Linked DNA regions of Rattus norvegicus: region 2 is linked to region 1. Evidence: chromatin contacts called from public Hi-C data. All regions are on one chromosome and are shown on one strand. Each heading gives the region's core, a stretch centred on a gene start, on an enhancer-like site or on the middle of the called end of the contact. The rest is flanking DNA. Distances are from core to core; before and after follow the strand shown.

Region 1 (6,400 bases), core at 1,611-4,110:
ATAAGGACTATAAAAATACTCCCAACAAAACCACTCTCACACGTGTACAAACCATGGTGCACTTAATACAAGCAGATTCTCACCAATTCCACTTAAAATTGAGTCAAAGGGCCTACAGTGGCCTGAGAACATTCTAGCTGGACCTCATTATTTTGTCTTTGCTAACAGTAAACTCCCAAAAACCGGGTCTTAAGAAAACTAACGGGGGCTGGGGATTTAGCTCAGTGGTAGAGCACTTACCTAGGAAGCGCAAGGCCCTGGGTTCGGTCCCCACCTCCGAAAAAAAGAACCAAAAAAAAAAAAAAAAAAAAAAAAAAGAAAACTAACACACTCAAATACAAGGCCTAGCCAAAAAGGAACTATTTACAAAAACAAAAACATAAAATTTGTATGGTAAATGGACTGACCAGATCCTCCCCAAATATGCACAATCTGCATGGTAAAGAACTGAAAGTAACCTAGAACCCCTGATTTAACTGACAATACATGGAGAATAACAGAAAAAATAGTTCTAGTCTAACCTTCAAACATTTTAACTCTCACCAGGAATGGTGGCACACACCCAGTGATCCCAGCAATGTTCAGGAGGCAGAACTAAGAGCACTGTGAAAATTAGAGGCCAGCTTCATCTACAAATTAAGTTCCAGGTCTCAGGTCACACCCAGTGTCCATTTTTTAAAGTCTTAGGTCAATGGTTCTATTATCACACCCAATGTTCTCTCTGCAGAGTAGTAAGCCTTTTGAAAGACAGACAGACAGAAAAGGAAAGAGAAAAATTTCCTAAGCTCAGTCCCATACCTACACATGGAATAGTTTTTTTTCCCCCAAGTCTAAAATACTACACTAGGGGGAAAAAAAGCAGTAAAGTGGATATGTTCCTATTTTCCCCTTCCAGATTTTTGAGTAGAGGTCATGTAAGTTGAGCACTAGACTTTGATCCAAAGTTAGTTGTAGGGCTGGAATGAAGCTCAGTGGTATAGCACCTGTTCACTATGCCCCAAGCCTTGAGTTTAATTTCAAACACCAAAGAGGAAAATAAAATAGGAAAAAAACAAGCTCCAGATATTTTATGTCTCTACGAAACGTCGCTATTCCAGAGAAATCAAATCCTCCAAACTTCTCAGAGTCTTCAACATTAAAACCTAGCCTTGTATTTTTAATTTAATAATACTTAGTGTCAAATGCTCAAACTAGCCATGTGAAAGGTGAAGAAACATTCCACATGGTACATACACATTTGGGCATGTGACACTTAGTGGCTAAAAATTCTCACCACATACAGCATCCTAAAGTATGAGTTTTCCCCCTTCCAGATTTGCATGGGGAGTGTATATTATATATGTATTATATATTATACATGTCTAATATATATATAACATGCAATAAACACATTTCAAAAGAATGTCAAAAGACAGAACCAAATAAATAACCAACAGGTCAAAAATTAATGAGAACTATTAGAAAATACAATTAGAACCAATTCTGGGGCAAAAAAAAAAAATAGTGTCAAATTTTCCACTATAAACTACTAAACATGAACTGTTTCTTAAAAAAAAAACACTTAGGAGCAAAAATGCAATTTTATGAAACCGACCTGAAAGGGAAACCCATCAGTGATTATTAATTGAATTATTAACTTTAAGTAGAAATGCATCTATTTTGATGCGACCTCGCCAAATTAAGTGGTTTTTTCGACTGGAAAATACCTTCCCCCATACAGTCATAACCGCTAAGATTTCAAAACAATCTTTTACTTACACAACTTCCAATAATACGGCAAAGAAAACAGAAAATCCACCCAAAGCCTCACTGTCTTCACACGGTATAAAACGGTGATTAATGATCCTCGTTCAATGTAAAAGGCAAAATGGAGTTGTACAAGAGTTTCTTGCCTATTTCAACTCCCGACAGCCACACGCGCTTCGCAGTGGTAGGCTACCCCAGCGCGGTCGCGGGCCGGCCGGGAGCCCCCGCCCAGCCCGGCGCAGCCCTGAGAGGAAGCGACGGGGAGGGCGGGCGGCTAGGGCTCCACCAGGCCCGGCCGGGCGGGGGAAGGGGGACTGGAGGCGGCGGGGCGCGCTTCCGGGGACTGCGCGGGCGGGGCCGCCGCCTCGGGCGCGGGGCCCCAGGTCAGGGGCCGGGGCGAGGGGCTGCCCAGCTGAGAGCAGCAGGTGGGGCGCGACCGCGGTCAGTCGACGGGCCGGAGGCCGGAAAAGTGCCGGCCGGTCAGCGGGCCAGCGGGGCCCGGAGCCGAGGCGGCTGGAGGGAATGCTCCTGCTCACCTCAAGACGACGACTCCGAATCCGGCCTCTTCGCGCTGAGGACGCCTGTCCGCGAGTCCGCGAGCTCCGAGACAAGGGCGAGCAGCTCCGTGGGAGACGGCGGGCTAAGGAGAGAACCGACGGAGGACCGCGGGCGGCGGGCGGGGAGCGCGAGCGAACGAGGGCGGGCGGTGGCGGGAGGGCGGGGAGCGACGTGCGCGCCCCCGAGCGCCCTGCGGGCTCGAGCTGGCGCCAGTCGCGGCCCCGCGCACGCGCGCACACTCCCTGTTCAGCCACGATTGCTCAAGAGTGCATCCACGCCCTAAAAGCCAGACGCTTAACCAATCACGGCAGTCGCGTGGAGCATCACGGGAACTCCGGGGCTATAAAAGACCGAGTTGCTATTTTATACTCACCGAATCACTCATCCTCTAAGTAAGCAGGGTGGGGCTGGGTGCGCCTGCGCGGTTTTAAAACCCCTCCCCAAACTGCCAACACTTCGCGCAAGCGAAGTAGATCTTCCTTGCTTTATATTACGCGTGCGCACTGACAGGCCTAACCCCGGAAGACCATACGCTTGCGCAGTGGAGACTACAGTGACAGTACACCCGGTGGGGCGCTGGCCAGTCATGGCGGAGCCTTGGGCTGGGCAGTTTCTGCAAGCTTTGCCCGCCACGGTGCTCGGAGCGCTGGGCACCCTGGGCAGCGAGTTTCTGCGGGAGTGGGAGACACAAGATATGCGAGTGACTCTCTTCAAGCTTCTCCTGCTTTGGTTGGTGTTAAGTCTCCTGGGCATCCAGCTGGCGTGGGGGTTCTACGGGAACACAGTGACCGGGTTGTATCACCGTCCAGGTGAGGCTCCCTACGAACCTCCTTGGCCCGGCTGTCCCTACCACCACCAGACTGTACCATTGGGTTCTCCTGTGTCCACATAGACTACCACAGCCTCATTGTACCCAGATTTACATCCCTTACCATTTTACACCAGAAGTCCCTCCTGTCCATCATCACGTTGTAACTGTTTCTCAAAACCCTTACTGGGCAATACCACTAGTCCCTAGTATCCCAGCCTCAATCTCTATTGAACTATACCAGTGGCCCCTGACCCGACCCAGGCTAATGCCTGCTCAGATTCCCACCCTCAGCCTCCTGCAGCTCTGGGTGTGTTCCTGCCTCCAGGTCTGGGTGGCCAGAATGGATCCACACCTGATGGCTCCACACATTTCCCTTCATGGTGAGTAAATTTCTGTCTATCCCAACCCCATGCTTGACAGACAGAGAACACTGGAGTGCTGGTAACAGGGAAGAGAACTCTCAGGATGTGAGTGCACCAGCTTAGTGGCCTTTGGGAGAATCCTCCGAGTCTAAAGGTAGAGCTCAGGATTCCAAATGGGGGTTCCCAGTGCCTTTAGAGCCTCTCATCAGCATATTCAGTGGGGATGGATGGTAGTGTTACCATAATTTCAGAAAGATGAAGTGACAGGTCTGTTGGAAACAATTCCCTTGGTTGGGAAGTCCTTCGTTAGGAAAGCAAGAACATCTATTCTAGGCAAGTACTGAACACAGCTATAACCTCCAGCCTACCAGTCTCTATTCTTAGCATAGGACCTCATCAAGTCAGCCTCCTAATCTCTAAAAACAACAGCTTACTTATCAGGACATTTCATTCAGCTAATCTCTGAGCTTCTACCGGATGGCAGAGGTCACAGTAGGCCTGAAAACAAGGACAACTCAGATTCTACTCACTCAGACTCAGGGGAAGCAAGAGATTTATAAGAGAAAGAAGTTCAAATGCAAAGGCCCCAGGGCGCCCTCTTCACCTCTTAATACCTCAGCTGAGACCAAAGAGAAAAAAAGCAGCACAGAATACTGCATAAGAAAAAAAAAATGAGAAAAACAAGGCCCAGTAGCAAGGGGAAATGTAACTTTAGGATTCTAGATCAGGCTGTGATTGTGAACTCTGAACAACTGAGGGGCTGATTCAGCAAGTCAGTAGCCTAATCTAATTTGCTTTTATAACTTCCTTCTTATGGCAAGTAGACAAAGGGCTTCAAGAGTGAAAGCAAGACGTGGTTTAGGAAGGTCGCCACTGTCTTAGCTAAGCACTATAAGGTAGGAAAATGGTAGACCCAGCAAAGACCATGAGAGATCAGTAGAGAAGTCTAGATTCTACCGTAAGCTGTACTGAGCCCAGCTTAGCGAAGAAGGGGCTACAGAAGAACCAATGTCAGGGGCTATTCTGCTATCAATGAAATAACCTTGCTTCTCTCTATTACTTTCAGGGAAATGGCAGCAAATGAAGCTCTCAAAACTCACAGAGAATAAAGGAAGGCAGCAGGAGAAGGGTCTCCAGAGATATCGCTGGGTCTGCTGGCTCCTGTGCTGTACCTTGCTGCTATCCAGACCCCTTAGGCAACTGCAGAGGGCTTGGGGTTGGGGGACTGGAGTACCATGATGCTCCCAGGGTGAGCCTCCACTGCCCTCAGCCTTGCCTCCAACAGCGTCAGGTACTGGGCAGGTGAAGTTTGTCTCCAACAAACGGAAAGCCTTCTTGTCAAGGTCATAGCTGAGAAACATTTTGGTTGAGGAGGTCAGTAGTCCCTTTTCTCACCTTGGCTTTTTCCTGACTTACTCATCCCCTTGGGGATGTGATCTTAAGAGTAGTTTGTCTTTGTAAGAGAAATCTTGAGGTTAGCCAGTTCTGAGATTTAGAAGGAAAGTCCATTCTCCCATGGGCCCTGATTTCCTTGACCTCGCTTTGTAGGCAGAAAGCCAGCTAATCCTGGCCTGGATGAGGGCACCAAACCTGTCCCTCCCTGGCCCATCTAGAATTGTCCAGGTCTGAGGCAGGCGAGGAAGTTATCACTTCCCAACGGACTTATTTCTGTTCTTTTTGAGGACAAGTTGAGTCCCTGAGACATCTCACTAAGAGCCCCTGGCATTGGCTAGCTTCTCCACTGTTTCAGTACCCACAGGCTTCTTTGGTCTGTACTCGCCCCCGCCTAGGGAGGTACTAAGCAGTTAGTGCAGTGACTTCATTGTGCCCTGCTGCCTTATTACTTCCCATCTTGAGAAGGGCCTCGCCCTGAGAGTCCACCAGCATCATTTTAGCCCCTAGGACTATCAGTAAGAGTGAGCTGCAAGCCAGATAGTTGTGGACCCTCCCCCAAGGGGGTGGGTGGCCAATGTCCCCATGAAAACACCACATCCTGAGAGCACTATGGTTCCTAAGAGCATTGTGGTCTTGGATCTGCCTCCTCTAATGGTTGTACTCCTGTCTCTGCTGGGCTACTAGCTACCTCAGGTGTCCACTGTCTTTGTTAGATGTCACATAGCCACCTGGCAGCCATTGCCTACAGGGACTTTGTAGCAGGTGTACTGTGGGTGAAACTATGGAGCTCCTCGTGCACATGTACCTACTCCAGAGATGTCATCTGTGTGGCAGAAAGATGTTCTTCACAGCCTCATGCCCACCCACTGACATCACTACAAGAGTCAAGGTCTCACATTCCACCCCAGGAGCAACTGAAGATGTGACTTATTAAACACAGAAGTGCATCAGTGGTGTGGTTATTCAAACAGGACAAATGTTGTGTACTTATGGGCAACTGGTAAGGATCTTGGGTCTGTTGCCCTTAGATCCAGCATACAGCAATTTGCAGAGGTGAAGAAGTGGCACCAGCTCACTAGAGCGGTGGTGAGGTGCCCAGCAGGGGCAGTATCCCCATTAGGTTTTTGGGCACTTGGGAGTAGGAGAGATTGGGGAGCTGAGTTAGTGTTTCATGTTTTCCAAGCCGGCTTTCAATTCAATATATAGCTAAAGATGAACCTGAGCTCCCCATACTCTCGTCTCCAACTCACACGTGCTAGGATTACAGGGATATACCAGCACACCACTCATATACTCATATACCTGGCCCCTTTCAAGGAGATCCTACTCAGAGTCTGTCTTGGGAGCTAAGAAGATACCCCAGAAATCCAGTGACCAGACAACAAAAAAGCTAGAGACCATGGCAAATAAGAAGGAAAGAAACTTTAATTTTCAAGAGTTAGTAAAGGGGGTTGGGGATTTAGCCCTAGGTTTGGTCCCCAGCTCCGGAAAAAAAAAAAAGAGTTAGTAAAGTATAATTACTGACAAC
Region 2 (6,369 bases), core at 1,022-3,521, 150 kb before region 1:
TGTAATCCCAGCACTTGGGAGGAGAGAATCAGAAATTCAAAGTTTGAGACTAGCCTGAGCTACAGGAGACCCCGATTCAAAGAAGCAAAAAGAAAAGTTTCACTGGGGGCCTTTAATCCCAGCACTGGGGTTGAGGGGGAGGAAGAGGCAGCAGAGGACAGGTCTCTGTCCTGTGTGTTACAGGCTAGTCTAGTCCACAAAGCGAGTTCCAGGGCTGCCAGGACTGTTACACAGAGAAACCGTGTCTAGAAACAAACAAACAAAAACTGCAACTGCTTCAAAAACAATTTGTAGGAAGAACCGGCAAGAGCCTGAGGTGGCAGATAACCAGGAAGTGGTGTCTGGGGACAGACGGCTTCAGAATTCAGGGGGAACAGAAAGACATGAACTTGACTTAGGCTGGGAGACATTTAAAAGCAGATGCTTGTAAGTGGTTAACAGCTGGAAAGAAAGCAGAGGGGGCGTAGAAAGGGGACAGTGGGGGATGTGAGGCTATCCCTGTGGGCTGTATACCAGAGCCCCAAGTGAGGAGCAACCTGGGGATGGGAGATGTGGCACTGGACGGTAGAGAGACCTCTTAGGGTCTGTGCAGTGTGAGGCCAGTCTTTACACCATCTTTTCTGGGCATGTGCTCCACTTCAAACTGCCCATCCCTGAGAGAGCTGTAGGCTCTGTTTAGTCATAAGGAAGGGTTCATCCACAGTTTGGGCCGCCACAAATTTGGGCAAGCAAAGGCATTAATACCCCCAAACAGCTTTCAATGTAGGATCCATGGGGGTGAGAAAATGAGTTCCTTAGGTCCCCTTGCTCTTGGGAGCAGTAACAATATAAGGCCCATGTTTCTAATCACTTCCCACAATTCCAAGGTCACCGTTACTCGAAGTGGTGACTGACGGCACCTCTCTTATTGGCTGCTTCTCCTTGGTCTTTTGCTACTCCTCTGAGGGTGCTTCCTGGCTTCACCTCCTACACTAGCCACACACACTTGTGTCATTGCCTCAAGATCTACTTCAGGAAAAATGAAGCTAAACACTGTACACAAAAGGGTCCAAAGCATCGAGCAGAGGCAGGAGCAAGGCAGAGGCAAGATCTGCCACGGGGCTTCAGCTGATCAGAATGCTCCTAAGATAGGCTGAGCCAAGGTGTCAATCAGAGATAGGTGGATGCAAGTGGTCTTTGTACTTTGCGGGTTTTTCTTTTCCCACTCTTTATCCCCCAGTTTCAACCCCTATCACTAGATAGGATAGAAGGGGGGAGGAGAGTTGACTCTAATTTCTTTTGAGTACTAACAAACTCCAAAGTCCTCTCCCCACCCCACCCGCAATGACCAACAATCACCCGCCTCATCCCTCAGGGCCCTCAAGTTCCAAGAATTCCAAACACAACACAATCACAGAAACCATCTGCAGCTGGCAAGACCATGCTTTTGCTAGAACACAGGCAAACCATAGTCTGCTGCTGGGAAGCAGACCCCGTTATCTCCACACCTGGGGTTAAAACAAAAACATAGCCCTGTAATATTTCTCTGATTTTTTTTTTTAAAGAAATCGAAATTTCAGAATTCTCACTACAGGTGGGTCTTTGTCACAACAATTCGTTATCACATGACCACAGTGTTGGCTATAGTCACCCAGGCCTCAGAGGAGCCCAGAGTACATTAGACAGAGACTCCCTGCATCTGGCTGATTGAGCTCATCCTCAGCTCAGATCTAACCAGAAATAACCTGCTTTTCTGTAAAGAAGGTCCAAATAGGCCCTAAGGCTAGTACAGTCTACCGCTCCACCCTACACACTACTAGTCTTCAGTGTACACTCTGTGGTGGTTAGGACTGGGCTGCTGGGGCTCCCCAACCAAAGGCCCAGGCTACATACAGCCCTAGTGGCCTCTAGGGGGCGCCGCTGGGAAGCTTGTGGTTGGGCACCGCCAAGCTCAGTTGTGATGGGCGGGCTCCGACCCCTAAAGGCCCCAGGTTCCACTGGCTAGCTCCTGGATGATTGCACCCAGAGTGGATCCGACTCAGAACGACACCCGCCTCCGATCCCACCATACCGGTGTTGTGTTGCTCGCCGCTGCCTCATTTCTATCATCGCCCCAGGTAGAACCCTAAATCCTGGTCGGGCGGACGTCCATATGCCTCTCGGTTCATTTTCGGTGACCGTGGGTCGGTGCGCCCTACTCCTGCCGTGGCATGTGCAGAGTTAAGGCGGGAGGAGGTTTCCCCGAATCTGGGGAGGGGGGAGCGAGGGGCGGACCTGGTCCAGCCCCGCCCCACGCCGGAGCGGTGCGGGAGCCCCACCGGAGCCCAGCTTCAGCCCTAGCCAGAGCCAGCGTCAGCGGAGGCGGAACAGCGGACCCGGTGCCCTGGCGACATCTGAGATCCAGCGGGTGAGTCCCGCGGGAGCCTCGCTCAGGGGAAGTTTGGGGCATGAAGCATAGAGCCTTAATTAAACCCACTAACCAGACCCGCCCCCCACTCTCCTTTGAGTTGGAAGTTTGGGGCCAGGAGGCCGTCCTGTCAAATCCCTGGACTGAGAGTAGAGACCCCCAGCATACACACTGACATATGGACACACAAACACACACACACAGAGCAAAGGGAGGCTAAGGAATGTGCTCTTGTGGGGTTGGGGGGTGTCAGGAATCCAGCTGTTTATTCCTACAGGGACCTTCTAATCCTGTACTCAAGAGATTCTCCACACCAGCCTCTGGTACCTCTTCAGCAGGAGATCTGCTGGCATCGCCACACCCATGAGGACAGACTTCAAAGGGAGTGTGGAATCTTGGAGTCTATCCCCTTTGAGTCTCCCACATGAGACTGGCCTTTTGCTGATATAAGTGGTTGTACCTCGTAGAAGATCCTTCTTGTAAGGACTACAAGATGAGAGACCCTGATGGCTGGGCCCAGGTTGTTCAAGGCACACTAGCTGCCAGTGTGTGAGGATACAGAGCTCTCTTGGAGCACCAAGATGAGACTTGTCGGGATAGGAAGGGCTCTAGGTTGGAGAGCTGGGGTCTATCTTCCCTTCCACTCTAAATTGATCTAGTTACTACTTACTAGTTCTTAGGGTTGGAGTGGGAGGAATCCCTCATGCTCCTACGAGAACTGGGTATCTGGAATCTATTCTTCCCACTACAGAAGGATCTTTCACCAGTAGAGCGCTAGTCAAAGTGGTGGGTCCTTCTCCACTAGTGATTTTTGGGCCTGGTCTGCCCTCAGCTACATGTTGTTCATCTGTTTCCTGACAGTTGCCCTGACCCTTTGGTTTCCATCTCTCCTCCAGGTGAAGGCAAGGTCCTTTGGACTGCTCTGACACACCCTTCCAGCCCTGACAGAATCAAGATGAGACCTTATCGTATCCCCCCAGTGAGGCCCGCAGCCTGAGCGGATGGCCTGCCGCTGGCAGTGAGCAACATGGCTGCAGGAGGTGGCCAGGCCTTTGCTTGGCAGGTGTTCCCCCCCATGCCCACTTGCCGGGTCTATGGCACAGTGGCGCACCAGGATGGACACCTGCTGGTGTTAGGGGGCTGTGGCCGGGCTGGGTTACCTCTGGACACTGCTGAGACATTGGACATGGCCTCACACACATGGCTGGCATTAGCACCCTTGCCCACCGCCCGGGCTGGTGCAGCTGCTGTGGTTCTGGGTAAGCAGGTGCTAGTGGTGGGTGGCGTGGATGAAGTCCAGAGCCCAGTAGCTGCTGTGGAGGCCTTCTTGGCTGATGAAGGCCGCTGGGAGCGCCGGGCGACCCTCCCTCAAGCAGCCATGGGTGTTGCGACTGTGGAGAGAGGTGAGTGGCTTAGAGCGACCCTTAGGTGACCCAACAAGCTTCCTTTTCTTTTCTCTTGACCGAGTCTATTATCACAGAGACTGGATAAGTACTGCCTTGGACATGGCTTTGCCTCCAGTCTCTTCTCTTACCTAGGCTTGCTCACTGTTAATTGCACTTCCTGGGTTTTGAGGTGGGGGTCAGATTCCAGAAGCCCCCCCCCCCAGGAAGATGGGAGACCTCGCCACTACCCTGTCCTATTCTTTGTAACTAAGAACCAGTGGGGGGGGGTGTGGCCTAATGACTCTCATAGTTATAAATAGTATGGGGGGGAAGGGGAGCAAGGCCTTGGCTCGGAGCCCAGCAAGTGCTTAAGTGCTTAGCACCCCCCCTCTTCATCCCCAGCACACACCAGGGATCCTGATGTGGACAAAGGCCAAGGGGACCTGGAGATGGTTGCCATGGGGGGCGGGGAGGTGGTTGCCATGGAAGCCCCTAGCAGTCTGGCATATCACCCAAAGGCCTGTGGATGTGCCCCTAGCTGACTCTGAGCACCTAACGGCTCTATTGAAACAGCACCTTGCAGAGATGCAGAGGTGCTGACACAGACACGGTGCCTGAGGCTTGCTGTGGCCAGCACCTCTATCCTCCAGGCCCAAGCTCATCTCTCAGGCCCAAGCCTTCACCAAGTTGATCCCCAAAGTTCCCTTCCCAGACTGAGCATCACGCTGAACAAATCTCCTTATAGCTCCTACTACCATCTTAAGCTACCCTCATCCCCTTAGGAGACCTACCCCCTATACACACACACACACACACACACACACACACACACACACACACGCACACACCCCTTGTGGCCTCCAGGTCTGACCACCAGTCCCAGGCTAGCCTGCTAAAATGCCAGATTTGGTTGCCATAGCGTCTCCAGGGAGACCATGCTGGATTATAATTAGATCAGCTGCCTCCTGCTCTTCACTTGGAGGGGCCTAGGCCAAAGCTGGAACCCCAGCTCTCCTAGCTCCCACTTCAGATGGGCAGCAAAGTTTTTAATAAGTACATGGGTCTCCTTTCCTGCCCCTGGGACCAAGGGAGCTGTCAGGGTGGGGTTGGCCAGCCAGACATGTGTGTATGGTCTGAACCACTCTTTTCTGTGCAGATGGTATGGTGTATGCCCTGGGGGGAATGGGTCCTGACACGGCCCCCCAGGCCCAGGTACTGGTCTACGAGTCCCGCCGGGACCGCTGGCTTTCGCTACCCTCCATGCCTACACCCTGCTACGGGGCCTCCACCTTCCTGCACGGGAACAAGATCTACGTCCTGGGTAAGGGCTGAGGGATGTGGGAAAGGGGTTGGGGAAAGAATCCAGAAGGTTGTCTCGATTAGGGGGTCAGTCTTGGTTTGAGATGTTAAGACTTGAGCTGTCTTGTTTGGGGGCAATCCAGGTCTGTTCTAAAGCCTCTTTGGTGGTCCAACTGGGGTTGGAAAATCATATTGAGTGCTGAGGGTTGACGTGGTCTCATGACTAATCCATGGGCAGGTGTGTACACAGCTGGATGTAGGGGCCCAGGGAGGATGGTTCAGCAACCTGGTAAGGATACCAGTGAGCCTGAAGGGCTCTGCCCCAGATGCTTCAACTCCTTTGACAGGAGGTCGCCAGGGCAAGCTCCCAGTGACTGCTTTTGAAGCTTTTGATCTGGAGACACGTACATGGACCCGACACCCAAGTCTGCCCAGTCGCCGAGCTTTTGCTGGCTGTGCTATGGCGGAAGGCAGTGTCTTTAGCCTGGGTGGCCTGCAGCAGCCTGGCCCCCACAATTTCTACTCCCGCCCGCATTTTGTCAACACTGTGGAGATGTTTGACCTGGAGCATGGTGAGCAATGCCTGTTCTAGTCTGTTCTACTCTATGGGACAGAAGGGAGTTAGTGTGTGAGTGTGCGTGTGTGTACGCGTGCGCATACGTGTGCCTTGCATCTGTGTATGTCTGTGTGCATACACCTTATATCTTTTCTCTTTCAGGATCCTGGACTAAGCTGCCTCGTAGCCTGCGGATGAGGGATAAAAGGGCGGATTTTGTGGTTGGCTCCCTTGGGGGCAACATTGTGGCTATTGGGGGTCTTGGTAAGTGTCCATGGGACTAAGAAAAAGACGGTATAAAGCAGGAAAGAGTATCTCCTAGGGGGTCCACCTTCACTAGACAACAGTGTCAGAGCTTCATGAGTTCATTGCCTATCTATAAGTCAGAAAACTTGTGACTTGCCTGGCCTTGTCTGCCACGCCTGACTGGGGCTCTAAGACACAGAAGCAGAACAGATGATCTAACGTGATCAAATAGTGGATGGATGGATGGATGGATGGATGGATGGATGGATGGATGAACAAATGAACTTGGGCAACAAGGCGCAAAGCACTGCTAGGCCATACTTAGGGTAAGTACTAGTACTTACTAAGCCATCATTCAGGAAAGGGAGCCAAGGGGTCTTTAGCCCCCTGCTACCATCTGTCTGTATCCTCCAGGGAACCAGCCGTGCCCCTTGGCCTCTGTGGAGAGCTTCAGTCTTGCACGGCGACGCTGGGAGGCACTGCCTGCCATGCCTACA

Evidence for each region. Hi-C and Micro-C count contacts between places; a contact is called where the count stands out from the background.
Region 2: a Hi-C map of mammary epithelial cells shows a contact between it and region 1, with 1.6 times the contacts expected there. The contact joins the promoter of Klhdc8b here to the promoter of Tcta in region 1. A contact is called at or near these places in 2 of 12 Hi-C or Micro-C datasets (mammary epithelial cells and psoas muscle).

The regions. Positions count from the first base shown.
Region 1 is chr8:117,866,572-117,872,971 of GRCr8, reverse strand. It overlaps Tcta (T-cell leukemia translocation altered), which reads left to right and starts at 2,860. Exons shown (of 3, transcript NM_001014005.2): 1 at 2,860-3,113; 2 at 3,441-3,495; 3 at 4,544-5,819. The coding sequence starts at 2,891. The coding sequence ends at 4,586. It overlaps Amt (aminomethyltransferase), which reads right to left. Exons shown (of 9, transcript NM_001014004.2): 9 at 6,280-6,400. It also overlaps a transcript of Rhoa not described here.
Region 2 is chr8:118,021,004-118,027,372 of GRCr8, reverse strand. Klhdc8b (kelch domain containing 8B) reads left to right here and starts at 2,271. Exons shown (of 6, transcript NM_001007685.1): 1 at 2,271-2,386; 2 at 3,283-3,789; 3 at 4,928-5,092; 4 at 5,418-5,642; 5 at 5,789-5,890; 6 at 6,287-6,369. The coding sequence starts at 3,414. It also overlaps a transcript of Ccdc71 not described here.